2 separate regions of the Zea mays genome follow, and region 1 is linked to region 2. The links are chromatin contacts, called in public Hi-C maps. All regions are on one chromosome and are shown on one strand. Each heading gives the region's core, a stretch centred on a gene start, on an enhancer-like site or on the middle of the called end of the contact. The rest is flanking DNA. Distances are from core to core; before and after follow the strand shown.

Region 1 (6,887 bases), core at 3,357-5,856, 210 kb after region 2:
GCAGTAGGTGACGGACATATATGTGCGTTTTCACCGCTTGGATCGTTGCGAGCTCTACTTTCAGCCAACGCCTTATGGAGAAAAGCGAAAATTAGGGTTAGTTTGGAAGCCATAAAACTAGAGTGGATTGTAGGGTTAGAATTCCCTTCTAATTCAATTTTAAATAAGAGAGATTCTAGCCTCTCCAATCTCCTCTGATTTTATGGCTCCCAAACTAGCCCTTAAGAGTTAATTTGATGACAAAAAGATTACCGGGAATTAGAGGGGATTGAAGAGAAAATGAACTAATTTCCCCCTCAATTCTCTACTATTCCAGTAATTCCTTGTCACCAAATCAGTTCTAAAGTATAACTTTTCCAGGATAGTTAGGAGAGACACCGGAAATTCCAACCGAGAAAGAGGTGCCGCTTTTTTTTTTGATAAGACAGGAGGGGTGAGCCCCTACTGAAAATTTTATTAAAGCTTTAAAATAACAGAGTTAGAAGCAGACAGAAAGCAGATTACAAAGGGTAAAACAGCCTAACTACAACGGGAAAAGGAAAAGAGACGAGGTCTACTGCCAAAGCTGAAGCCATGCAGGAATTGTCGAATCAAAACGGCCTTTAGCCCTCAGCATGACAAGATGAAGTTCCCTTGCAAACTCATTTTTGCAGTGTTGCACAGTCGGGGCTTTGTTCTGAAAAAACCATGCATTGCGGGTTTTCCAAATGCTCCAGTTCATGAGAATGACAATTTCCATAGAGAATGGAACATTGAGTTGTTGCATTAGGTTTACTGCCGCGGCCTCAGGATTAGCAATTCTGGGAGACGTCAAACCAATAGAAGTCCAGCAATCCTTTGCAAAGTTACACTTGAGGAAAAGATGGTAAAGAGTTAACACTCGAGAAAGAGGTGCCGCTTTTACAAGCCATTCCAATTTCCTGCTGTCTTTTTCTGCTGCCCTGCCGATACAATAACTGCGGTTCCCATCGTTAGAACGACGCCCATTACCTCTGAAAAGCGTGCGCAGCAAGAGTGTCTCCTAGTAGTGATGATAAAAGTAATCGAGTAAGCAAATGTGCAATGCCAAACTAGCTATCGGGCTGAAAGTCCGTAACTACGAACTCCAGACCGGTAATCTTCAGGAGAATAGTCTATGGTAATTTTGATATTTATATATATACTAGTATATAGTCAATGTTAACACAAAAAGTATCCTGGGACAGGTCAACGGCGGGTCACGATGGAAGGAAGATCTAAATAATATTGTTCATTGGATTTAAGTAAAGTAGATAAGATTATCCCGCGACCGTTGGTTTTAAAAGTGTGTTAAGTCTGAATATATTTTGCTTGAGATTTAAATTAGTGAAGTTTATGGGTGTCTGGTGTGATTTGGTTGTGTGGCTGTGAGTTTTGTAAAGTTTAAAAAGATAGATTGTTTAGTGTTATAGATACACAATTAATCAACGATACATCTTTTGGTGTATAGTTTTATAAGCTCATTTAATTTACATATGAAATTCATACAGTACTATTACCGTAACTAATGTATTTGAATTTCAAATCGTGCAGAACCAAACTAGCTTAGTACAGTCGAGTGGAACCCATCAAATAAACATCTATTTTTTTCAACGGATCGAAGCCCACAACGAAGTAACCAGGGTCCAGGGCAGCACACATGCGTTAATACCCAGTCTTTGCTGTCGCAGCCATACGGACTGTGGAGTTGCAGTCTACACCAAACAGAAACGATGACGGAGTCACGAAGCCTGCTGCAGTTTCCTTGGAGGCGCTTGGGCTTTTGCTTTGTCTCGCTAAACAAATGACATGTCACACTGTGTGTATGCAGAAGCGTGTGTGAAACGCAGACGCTGGAGATGTAACAGCTTGGTACCAGCTACTAGTTCCACTCCCATGCTTGCTTGTGACGACGTCGACTAGCTAGTAGGCCCTATATATAAACTGGCCAGTCAGCAATTCTTAGTCCTACGTGGACGGTAGTTGGCTGTGGACATCAATGTATACAGTATAGGTACGTATGGGTCAAACGGAGCTCACATAGTCACATGTTGCTCTCTGTCCATGTGGTCAACCAAAAAAACAGCATTATGCTCTACATGGCCAGGACAAGGACATAACATACTCCATCTAGCTGAACCTCACAGAGTCACGGAACATATCCGGTACACATAGAATCTTAGTGTATATGGTGCATAGATTAAATTATCACTATCTATATTAGATCTAACGTCTCTGATTGATCATTGTAATTTATAAATAACACCTTCCACAACTACACCCCATCACATAGGAGGATGTCCTTAACAAAATATATCAAACAAATAGAGATGTTAGATCTAAGATGCGTAATACTTCCATATACACCGGATATGTTTTCATCTATCATAACATGTAATGCGAACCAACCGACCAAAACTGCTAGTTGGGTAACTGTTCCGTGTGTACTTTTCTAATTATAATTAATACCCGGCTGCTTGCATTGCATGCGTGCATGAGGTGTGTATGTTGTATTCTCTTCTTCCCATTATATTCCAGTTTCATGCTTTATTTGTGTTGACTCACCAACTTCCTTAACTAGATTTTCTACGGAGACCTCACCAGATCTCTCCGCTTTATATATATAAACCCTAGAGGCCTGCCATATGCAAACACAGCCAAAACGAACCAACTACAAGCAGATCGAGTCTCCAGACTCTTCCTGCAAAAGGGCATAGCATCAAAAGGCTGTGTGTAAAATTCGTCGTGTCCTGCAAAAGGTCATGTCGTCTCCGATGGCTACCATAACGGCTAGTGCCAGTTCAGCCATGCAAGAAACCAGCAACGACAAGGCTACGACGAGTACTACCACTATCGCCTCGCCGGCGCCAGTGCGCTACCGGCCGTCGCCCTTGGTCATATTAAGCGCCTGCCTTGTCCTCATGGGCGCCGGCGGCCCGCTCCTTCTCCGCGCGCGTCTACTTCGTCCACGGCGGGGAGCGCCTGTTCCTGTCCGCCATGCTGCAGATCTCCGGGTGGCCCCTCCTCCTCCCGCCCATCTGCGTCTCCCTCTACCGGAGCCGCAGCCACGGCGTGGCGAACCTCCTCCTCCCGCCGCGCCTCACCGGCGCCGCGGCCGTCCTCGGCGCGTTCTACGCCATCTCCTGCTTCGTCTACGCGCTGGGCTCGCAGGCTTTGCCGCTGTCCACGTCGTCGCTGCTGCTGGCCACGCAGCTCGCCTTCACCGCGGTGTTCGCGTTCCTCTTCGTGGGCCTCCGCTTCACGCCCTTCTCGGCCAACGCCGTCGTGCTCCTCACCATCGGCCCGGCCGTGCTAGGCGTCGGCCCCGGCTCCGGGAAGCCAGCTGGCGAAGCCTCGAGGACGTACTGGACAGGGTTCTGCGAGGCGATCGCCGCGGCCGCGCTTGCCGGTCTTGTTCTGCCGCTCGTCGAGGTCGCCACGGCGCGCTACGGCCGTCGCACCGGACCCGCGGCGAGAGTGCCACCACCGTACGCGACCGTGATGCAGATGCAGGCCGTGATGGGCGCGGCTGGCACACTGGTGTGTCTGCTTGGCATGGCCATCAAGAGCGACTTTCAAGCGATTCCAAGTGAGGCCGCCACGTTCGGGCTCGGCAAGACCAACTACTACCTGGTGCTCATCTGGGACGCCGTCTCATGGCAGCTGCTAAACCTGGGTATCGTGGGGCTCATCACCTGCGCCTCCTCGCTCCTCGCCGGCATCATGATCGCAGTCCTCTTACCGCTCTCCGAGGTCCTCGCTGTTATCTTCCTCCATGAGAAATTCGATGGGCCCAAGGGCATTGCGCTCGTGCTCTCTCTTTGGGGCTTCGCCTCCTACCTCTATGGTGAGAAGGCGCAAAAGAAGATGGACACTCAGAAGAACGAGCAGCAGATGGTAAAGAAAATTGATGATCTGGAGTCGGCTACTCTTTGAGGATCTACATATATATTTCTTCATTTCTATTTGTATTGTTGTGACAGCATATAGACGTATACAGAGAGCCATATATGTAAGTATAGACTATAGTAACATGGTTTAATTTTAAGCTTAGAGATTGTTTACTACGTACATTTCCTACGACATTATTTCATTTGTAAAGAAGAAGAGGCAAATGAATTAAAGTGATACGATTGTAATACTACTACATCCCTTTCAAACTACGTTAACATTTCCTACGACAGCAAACGAAGGAAATTCTGACAGTTAAATTAATTCCGATGGTTAATATTGAAGCCGTCGGAGGTAACACAATATCTGACGGTCTTTTTAAGACATCGGAGATTACATTATTTTCGACGGTTTATCTGATAGCCGTCAGAAATAATATTAACATCTGATGGTTGTCAGTCGGAAATAATGGTTTTTAGCTAATGCCGCTCCAATCGTTGTTTGAATTCTTTTCGCTCGCTACCGCACACGCTCTGTCTCCGTATACCTCGCACCCGCAACAGCTCGCTGTCGTGCTCGGAGGAGCTCAGGCCATCGCTGCACCAGCCGTCGCATCCACGCTCGTGTCGTCTCTGTGTCCGCGCCATCACCGTGGGCCGCCTCGTGCTGGCCTTCGCTGGATGCCACCGGTATAGATGGCCAGCCCGGAGCACGGCACGGCCCGTAGTAGCTGGGCACGGCACGACACGGCTGGTGTCGGGCTCGTGCCAGCACGGCCCGATAGGTAGTGTCGTGCCTGGGCCGGCACGAGTACGGCACGATTAGCCCCTAGGCACGGTTAGACACGATTATGCATGATTAGATCCAAGCACGACTAGTTAGCTGTGTGCTGTACTCTATTTTCTTATATAGGGTTTTCTCACAAGGATAAATTTTTACCTAGATAGATTTTTAATGAGTCAGTCATTGCCCTAAACAGTTCAATATTACATATTTTAGTATGTTTTAACTGTGTTTGTGAATATCTGACTAAAATTCTGTGGTGTAGTGCTAAACGGGCTATATGGGCTAAATGGGCTAAACGGGCCGGCACGGCACGGCTAAGCAGCCTTAGTGCCATGCTTGGGCCTGGCCTTAGGCACTAGTGCCGTGCCGGCACGGCACGGCTATTAAACGGGCCAAACGGGTCGTGCCCTAACCGTGCCGTGCCTGGCCGTGCCCAGGCCGTGCCGTGTCGGGCCGCCCATTTGGCCATGTACACCGGCCGTCTCTGCCCCGCCTGTCCCTGGCTCCACCCACCACGGTTCGCTACTCTGCTCGACCCCAGCCGCCCCGACATCACCCGCGTCCGCCGACCGTGCCCACGCGCGCCGCCACTAAGTGAGTATGAATTATATTTAGAATTGTATGTATGAATGCGTTGTTTGATTGTAGTTAGTTTATGTACAAGTAATTGATTTTGTATGTCAAAAAATGTTTAGTTTGTTATTTCCTGCGGGCAGAATGTGATTATATAATTCAATTATGTTGTTTTAGTTTATTTAAGGGTGCTTAAATAACCTAAATTTATAATTTTCGATGGTAATTATTAAGCTCTCGAAAATAAGATGATTTCATATAATTTATCACCTGAAATAATATTATTTATTATATAATATTGTATTAGTGGTTTATTAGTTGAATTATGTAATAATGCAGGATGATTCTAGCTTAAGCACATGTAAGACTTTACCTAGGTGTCACTTGTTTTGGCCCAACACATATTGTTTCTGACGACCACCAAGAAGTTGTCGGACATAAGGCAAAGTTATATCCGACGGCCACCATGAAGACCGTCGAAGATAATACTATTATGTCTGACGGTCTGCATGGTAGCTATCGGATATAATATGTGTGGGCCCACTTTGCACCGTTACGGCCATTACCGAGCATATCGTCGGCGGTGCCTACGAGCCAACGGACATATGCTATCTCCAATGGCCGCTATTGGAGATAAGCTTATTTCTGACGCTTTAAAATGACTGACACTTGCCGTGGAAGATAAGGCTTATATTGTCAAAAATAATCTATGTCCGACGTCTTAAGCCTTATATTCGACGCTTTAAGCTATCGGAAATTTTGCGTTTTATTGTCTAGAATTAAAAATGTCTCACTCTTAGTGAGGGGTAAAACTGGCCATCGATACTAAACTAGTTACACAAAACTTGTACTATTTCTCATGGCAATAAATGCTAATGAAGCTTCAACATGTACTCTTCTTGGACGTTTGACTCGTGAGTCCTAGTATTGATTTTAGAGTAACTAGGACTCAAACGACCGAAAAGAGTGCAAGCTCAACAGTGAGTGCAAGCTCAACAGTTGTGCGTATAAAATAGAACGAGTGCACAATCGTCTTACTACCTTTTTCATATTTTTTGAGTTTTAAGCTTCAACCATAGGACCAGTTTTACTAGTTCTTAGCTCAGCGGAATCATGAGGTACAATCACATTTAAAAAATTAGGAAGGGCCGTGCGTCCAAATATGTGAGAGATCTGGCTCCAATACCCTACATACCTACTTTAGCTTGCTAGTGCATAGGAAAGTTACAAACTCTAACTAGGAATATAAACAAAATCTAAACAAACAAATTTCTCATGCGTGAGTTCCTAAATGTTCTTGAATAAAGTACGGCTTGTGCTAAGATCTCGAGACATGGATTGGATGGCATCATATGGCTGGCTTCAATCAAGTATCTAACTGAATTGTGATCAAACACACTCCATTGCCAGACATGTCAGCGCTCCTACCATCAAAGCGTCTTTCAACAGACCTACGTTACCATGGTTAGGATTATACTCCAGTAGCATCCCTGATTATGAAACCATAGCTCACATAGATTGTGCGTTCAGATATACACCATCTATAGTAGGACTAAACCAACCTTTTGCTCAGGCGGTCTTGAACATTGTGTCCCGATGATTACAAGACAGTTATGTTGCAGAGCTTTCTTTCGCCTCTC
Region 2 (6,050 bases), core at 1,686-4,185:
CCGACCCCAGGGCTCGGACTCAGCCCTGGCCTCAGCCGACGGTCTCCGCCTTGTCCGACCCGGGGGATCGGACTCGACCTCGACCTTGGAAGACAGACTCGACCTCGACCTCGGAGGAGCCTCCACCTCGCCCAACCTAGGGCACGGACCGACCACGTCAACAGGAAGCGCCATCATTACCCTACCCCGAGCTGACTCAGGCTACGGGGAACAAGACCGGCGTCCCATCTGGCTCGCTCTACTATACGAGTAATGATGGCGCTCCGCATGCCCTGTGACGACGGCCGCTCTCAGCCCCCTTACGGAAGCAAGAGGACGTCAGCAAGGACTCGACAGCCCCGACAGCTGTCCTTCCGCCAGGCTCCAGCGCTCCTCCGACGGCCACGACACCGCACGAACTGGGTGCCAAAACCTCTCCGGCTGCCACGATGGCATGTACCCAGGGCGCTAGCTCTCCCCCGCTAGACACGTTAGCACATTGCTACACTCCCCATTGTACACCTGGATCCTCTCCTTACGCCTATAAAAGGGAGGTCCAGGGCCCTCTTACAGAGGGTTGGCCGCGCGGGGAAGGACGGGACGGCGCTCGCGCAAGGCCGCTCGCTCCCTCCCGCGTGGACGCTTGTAACCCCTTACTGCAAGCGCACCCGACCTGGGCGCGGGGCTAACACGAAGGCCGCGGGTTCCACCTCCCACGCCTGTCTCCCTCCGGCTGCTCTCTCCCCCTTCGCGTTCCGCCTCGCGCCGACCTATCTGGGCTGGGGCACGCGGCGACAATTCACTCGTCGGTCCAGGGACCCCCCGGGTTTCGAAACACCGACAGTATTGGGTGAATTATACTCTTTTCCTTACGTGAGTTTTCATGAAAATTTCTCACTAAGGTTTTTTATGAGGTAATTCGTGTGACACAGCAAGCATGAGCTATGTACTCTTTATACAATTTTCCCACTAGATTTTATGGAGTTTTCGGACATGCATCTCACGACAATGGACCAAGGGGTAGTGTTAAGAAACCCTTCTTGGATCAGGAAGACCCTTGTGGCCCATATGCCTAAAACCCTAGTTTTTGTTTATAAATAGAGATGAGATCCATATATCATGTAACTTTTGAACAACAACATTATATAGTAATAAAAAATCAGTTCCTCTCTACACTCTTATTCTCTTGTGTTTTTAGGCAACAACTGCTATGCAAGCAGCCCTTCATTGCAAGCGTGCAAGCAAACCATCTGATCAATTAGATTACGATCCAACCATAGATACAACTATGGTTTGTTAGGAGTTTTTTTTATAAAGATTATTGAGTTGGTGGTGGAAGGGTTTAAGTATTAAATATGACCTACGATTGGATCGTAATCAAATGGATCAGATGGTTTGCTTGTACGTTTGTAAAGAAGGACTCCTTGCATAGCCGTCGTTGCCGTGTTTTTATTCTACTTAGCCAAAGTAATAGAGGGCTCACCGTCCACGGCTCCCGTGCCGTTTAGTCCGTTAGGTGGGTTGGAACCTTCCAGATCCACGGGCGGAGTCGAAACTCGAAAGCCCCGGAATAGAACCGTTGGCAAGGTGAATCCCACGTGGGACCCGTGTGCTCACCTGGAAGATGGACAAGTGGGTCCCTAGCGTGAACGCGTCCTTTGGAATCCGTGACGCGTCTCCGTCACACCAGGCGGCCTCGGATTTTGAGTTTTGAGCATTCATCAGACACCAAACGGTGCAGGAGCGATGCTGCATATTCAGGGCCCCTTTGGTAGGGCTTATTTTTCAGCTTCGGCTCTGGCTCATACAAAAGTTGTGCCAAACACCTTTTTTTCAAATGGCTTCACCAGTAAAGTGCTTTTCCAAAATTAACTAGAGGGCATGAGCCAAAAAAAGTGGCTCACCCGGCTTCAGCTCACGTCATTTTTGCACAATAGCCCTCCCACCAGTCCAAATTATTTTTTTGGTCCTGCCCTTAATCCCTAGCCACGTACAGGAGAGATCGACCACGTAAAAAGTAAACTATACAAGGGTCTTTCTGAAAAACAACCTATAAGCCGTTTTGCCAAATGATTTTTCAGAATGGCTTTGGCTCATCTAAAGAAGTGGCTTCACCTCGTGAGCCAGAGCCAAAGCCGTTTTTGGAGAAGCCAGAGCCCTGCCAAATAGAGATGGCAATGGGTACCCGAAACCCGAATACCCGACGGGTTTTACCCGATATGAAGGCGGGTACGGGATGATTTCTCTACCCGCGGGTATGTTAATGGGTAAAAACCTCTACCCGTTGGGTAGACGGGTACGGGTATGGGTTGGTACTACCCATACCCGTCTACCCGTGGGTAAAATATACCCGCGTCAATAACACTATAAACATCTAATAGAGTCCAATTTAGCTAGAACAAAACCCTTCTCTAGTTATCATTTGTCTAGATACCAAGTTATGTAATCATATGATTTGTTATATGTGAAATTGAAGTTGTTTTTATATGTTTATCTAATATTTTGAGTGATTGGTATATTGGAATTTAATTCTTTCCTAGCGGGTATGGGTTACCCGACGGGTAAAAATACCCGCGCGGGTACGGGTATGGGTAAGATTTTATACCCGCGAGTATATATGGGTAACCCGACGGGTAGAATTTTTTTTGATGGGTACGGGTATGGAATGGTACTACCCGACGGGTATGTACCCGTTGCCATCCCTACTGCCAAAGGGGCCCTCAATTCATTTACATTTTTTTTGCAGCAATTGCGTCGACGCGGAATAGAAATGGAAACACCTTCGTGGCTAAGCATTTTTGCCTGGTCAAGTCGAGTTTGAACATTGACGTGAAACGCTGTGCTGTGCTTAGCGACGACTCCACCGCGTTATGCTGACGATAATAACATTTATTTACTTTTTTTTTTGCAGAAAAAAGACAACTATATATTCTGCCATTCTGGCAGGCCCCCAAATAAATTTCCACAACCGAAACCTGCAGTCGGGTCATCTCGTCCACGAAACGTACGGACTTCGGGCATCGGCCCCAACGCCAGCGGCACCGCACCCGCACCACCAAGCTCGTCGGCGACATGAATCCGCCCGCAGCAGCCGCGTCCACCGGCGCAGGAGGCCACGCCGCGGCGCCTGCGGCAGCCCCGGAGTACGCGCACTACCCGAGGCTCTCGCCAGAGGAGGTGGCCCCGCCCCCGCCCCCGCCTTATCACGCCGCCACCGCCGCGCCGTCCGCCTACGGAGGCAACCCCTACATCTACTCCCCCGCCGGCGGCGCCGCCACCTCCCCGAAGAGTGCGTTCCCCCGCCCCGCTCCTTAAAAATCTGGCCCCGACAGCTGCCGATTCGTCCGGAATTTGGATCGTTCCTTCCTTTTCTGATATGCTCTCGTGTGGTGTGGTTTTGCAGATACGATGGACTCCGTGAAGGACGTGCTCGGCAAGATGGGAAAGAGGTTTGGCGAGGCGGCCCGCAAGACCGAGACCATCACCGGCAATTTCTGGCAGCACTGTGAGCTTTTCGATTTCGTTGCCGTATTTTCACGAAATCGGGTTCCGAAGTTGTTTCTGTGTGTTTTTCATCAATTTGCTAATCGTGTTGTGCATTTTCATGTACATTTTGTTATTGTAATATGAAATTAGGTTGTCGTCAAGCTGTTACTTAGCCACAACCACAATGAAATTGAACTAGAATCCCATCTTCATGGGCTCAGACAAAAAGAGGGGCAACTAATTTAATCGACACAGAATTCAGCTTATTTCATTGGCGTGCACTAAATTCGGCATTTCTGGTGGGCATTGACAGGGATTAGGATTCATTATGCTGCTTCTTTTATAACTATAAAAGTTTTATTCCATATATTTCACTATATTGATGATGTTTGATGTGGCTTTTCTAGGTACCATGTATCTAGACACAGTGTATATCTAAGCACATAGAAAAATCTATGTGTAGCCTTGTTTCTTTAAGTCAAATGGGAATGGGAGCACTAGATTATAGCCTTGTTTCGTTAAGTCCATACAATGTGGAGAAACTGATCAGGTCTTCCTGATTCTTTAAACAGTGAAAACTGGACCAAGCATTACTGATGCAGCAATGAGCAGGATCTCACAGGTCACCAAAGTCATTGCAGAAGGTGGATATGACAAAATTTTCCATCAAACTTTTGAGGTCGCCCCTGGTGAAAAGCTCAAGAAGCCATATGCATGTTATCTGTCAACCTCGGCTGGTCCTGTTATGGGTGTGCTTTACCTGTCCAATGTAAAACTGGCATTTTGTAGTGATAACCCACTTGCATACCAGGTTGGAGACAAAACTGAGTGGAGTTACTACAAGGTAATTATGTGTATTGCTGTGTTTTGCTTTAGTTCAGTAAATATAAAGTTTGTTCAAGGAAATGCAATTCGTACTGAAGCTTATTCATTATGACAATTAGGCTTACAGAATTATGTTAAGAAACAATACATCTTACTCTGGAGTATTGTTTTGTATGAAAACATCAAGTTTCAGAATTTGTTTCATCTGTTTTCATCAGTGCACCAATATAATAACTATTGTCGATCTTATTTACTGGTAGTACTCATTAATTCTGAAATCCATATATTTCAACATGCAACTTACGATTTGTTTGTCTATATCTGAAATAGGTGGTCATCCCCCTTGCTCAACTGCGATCAATTAATTCATCAACAAGCAGAACAAATGCAGCAGAGAAATACATTCAGGTGGTTTCTGTTGATAACCATGAGTTTTGGTTTATGGGCTTCGTTTACTATGACAGTGCGGTGAAGAATCTGCAGGAAGCACTTCAGGAGGCTCAGAATTTACGTGCTTAGTGATGTTCATGGATTGGAACTAGCATGTCTTATACATTACAGTTGTGATATACTGTTTTCCCGTCAGTTTCGACTGTTTGTCCAGATTTAGTTTGCGTAGGTATCAGCTGTTTCTGTGTTTTGTACTGACTTAAACCGATGTTCAATATGTGACGTGCATCCTTTCATGGTTGTTCTCTGCTATGATGAGCCCATTTGCTTCGAGCAGTAACAATGGGTGTGCTTCTTCTGAGTTTTAAATCCGACCACAGTAAGATTGGCGAAGTGGAACGCACTTCACAAATCAATTCGGATTTGGGATTGTGATATGGATTCAAATTATTGATTTATCCATGCTCAGTGATTTCTATAGGTCTTGAGCAGCGCGTGTTTGTATACTTCGTGCTTTGACAAATCCCAGTTTAGTTGGCCCCGCTTTAAGGTTTACACTGACTTGGGGGCTGGTCAGGCAACCATTTACAACTTTAGGTTATTTGTGTCTGACAATTCCTCTGACTGACCTGTGCAGATTTTCGAACTGTGACAGTGCATCTTGATCCCGTCGTGTCTGCCCTGTGCAGCCTGGTGCCCAGGATGTGTTATTTGGGCATATTTTGCTTCATGTAGTAACAGTTAACTCACAAACATCAGTGGAAATATCTGAACGAGTAGCTTATCCATAACTCCTTGTTTTTCAGCTACATCCTGTATCCATGCATGATCCCTTTACCTACCAGCGTTTGCTTTGACAAAGATAAACTTGTGGCTGTGGTCAACATTCACTATTTTAAAACTAAGGCTAGTTTGGCAGCCCAAAAAGCCACAGATTTTCCGGCCTTTTTCCTGGAAAGAAAGCCCACACGGATACTTTTCTTGCGTTTATTCATCTGCCTGTTTAGAAGCCCATCATCCGACGGACTTTCATCCAAGGCAGCTTTTTTCTGGTTGGAAACAACCTGACCTCGGGAGGCCAAACGATTCTCCCTACGATCCCGCTGTTAAGTAACCCTACTTAGGGTTATATGGGCAAATACCTGTTTTGTCACTGAGGGGTCTCACATCTCTATATAAGAGCATCTCCAACAATGCCTCAAACTAGTGTCTCAAATTGAAATATAGGGCTCTACACAGGAAAAATCACTCCAACAGTGCCTCAATTCAACAAATTTTGTCAAAAAACTATAGGGCACCCTCTCAAGTGCCTCAAATATACTACACTGTAGTGAGCTGCCCTATAATCTAGATTTAGGGCTTTACTGTTG

What was found. A called contact is a pair of places that touch in the nucleus more often than the background predicts.
Region 1: a contact with region 2 is called in a Hi-C map of ear, with 1.7 times the contacts expected there. The contact joins the enhancer-like site here to the promoter of LOC100216713 in region 2. A contact is called at or near these places in 2 of 25 Hi-C or Micro-C datasets (ear and tassel).

Annotation. Positions count from the first base shown.
Region 1 is chr1:19,102,240-19,109,126 of Zm-B73-REFERENCE-NAM-5.0, forward strand. It overlaps the pseudogene LOC103631830. Among protein-coding and RNA genes, the nearest start is that of LOC100502093, 59 kb to the left of the region's middle. Within about 2 kb of position 4,607, at least 4 of the 20 cell types and tissues checked have an H3K27ac peak or open chromatin away from gene starts, as enhancers often do. A contact at or near this core is called in ear, where this site is marked.
Region 2 is chr1:18,896,339-18,902,388 of Zm-B73-REFERENCE-NAM-5.0, forward strand. It overlaps LOC100216713 (FIP1), which reads left to right and starts at 2,936. Exons shown (of 4, transcript NM_001143118.2): 1 at 2,936-3,268; 2 at 3,383-3,484; 3 at 4,038-4,309; 4 at 4,621-4,976. The coding sequence starts at 3,052. The coding sequence ends at 4,809.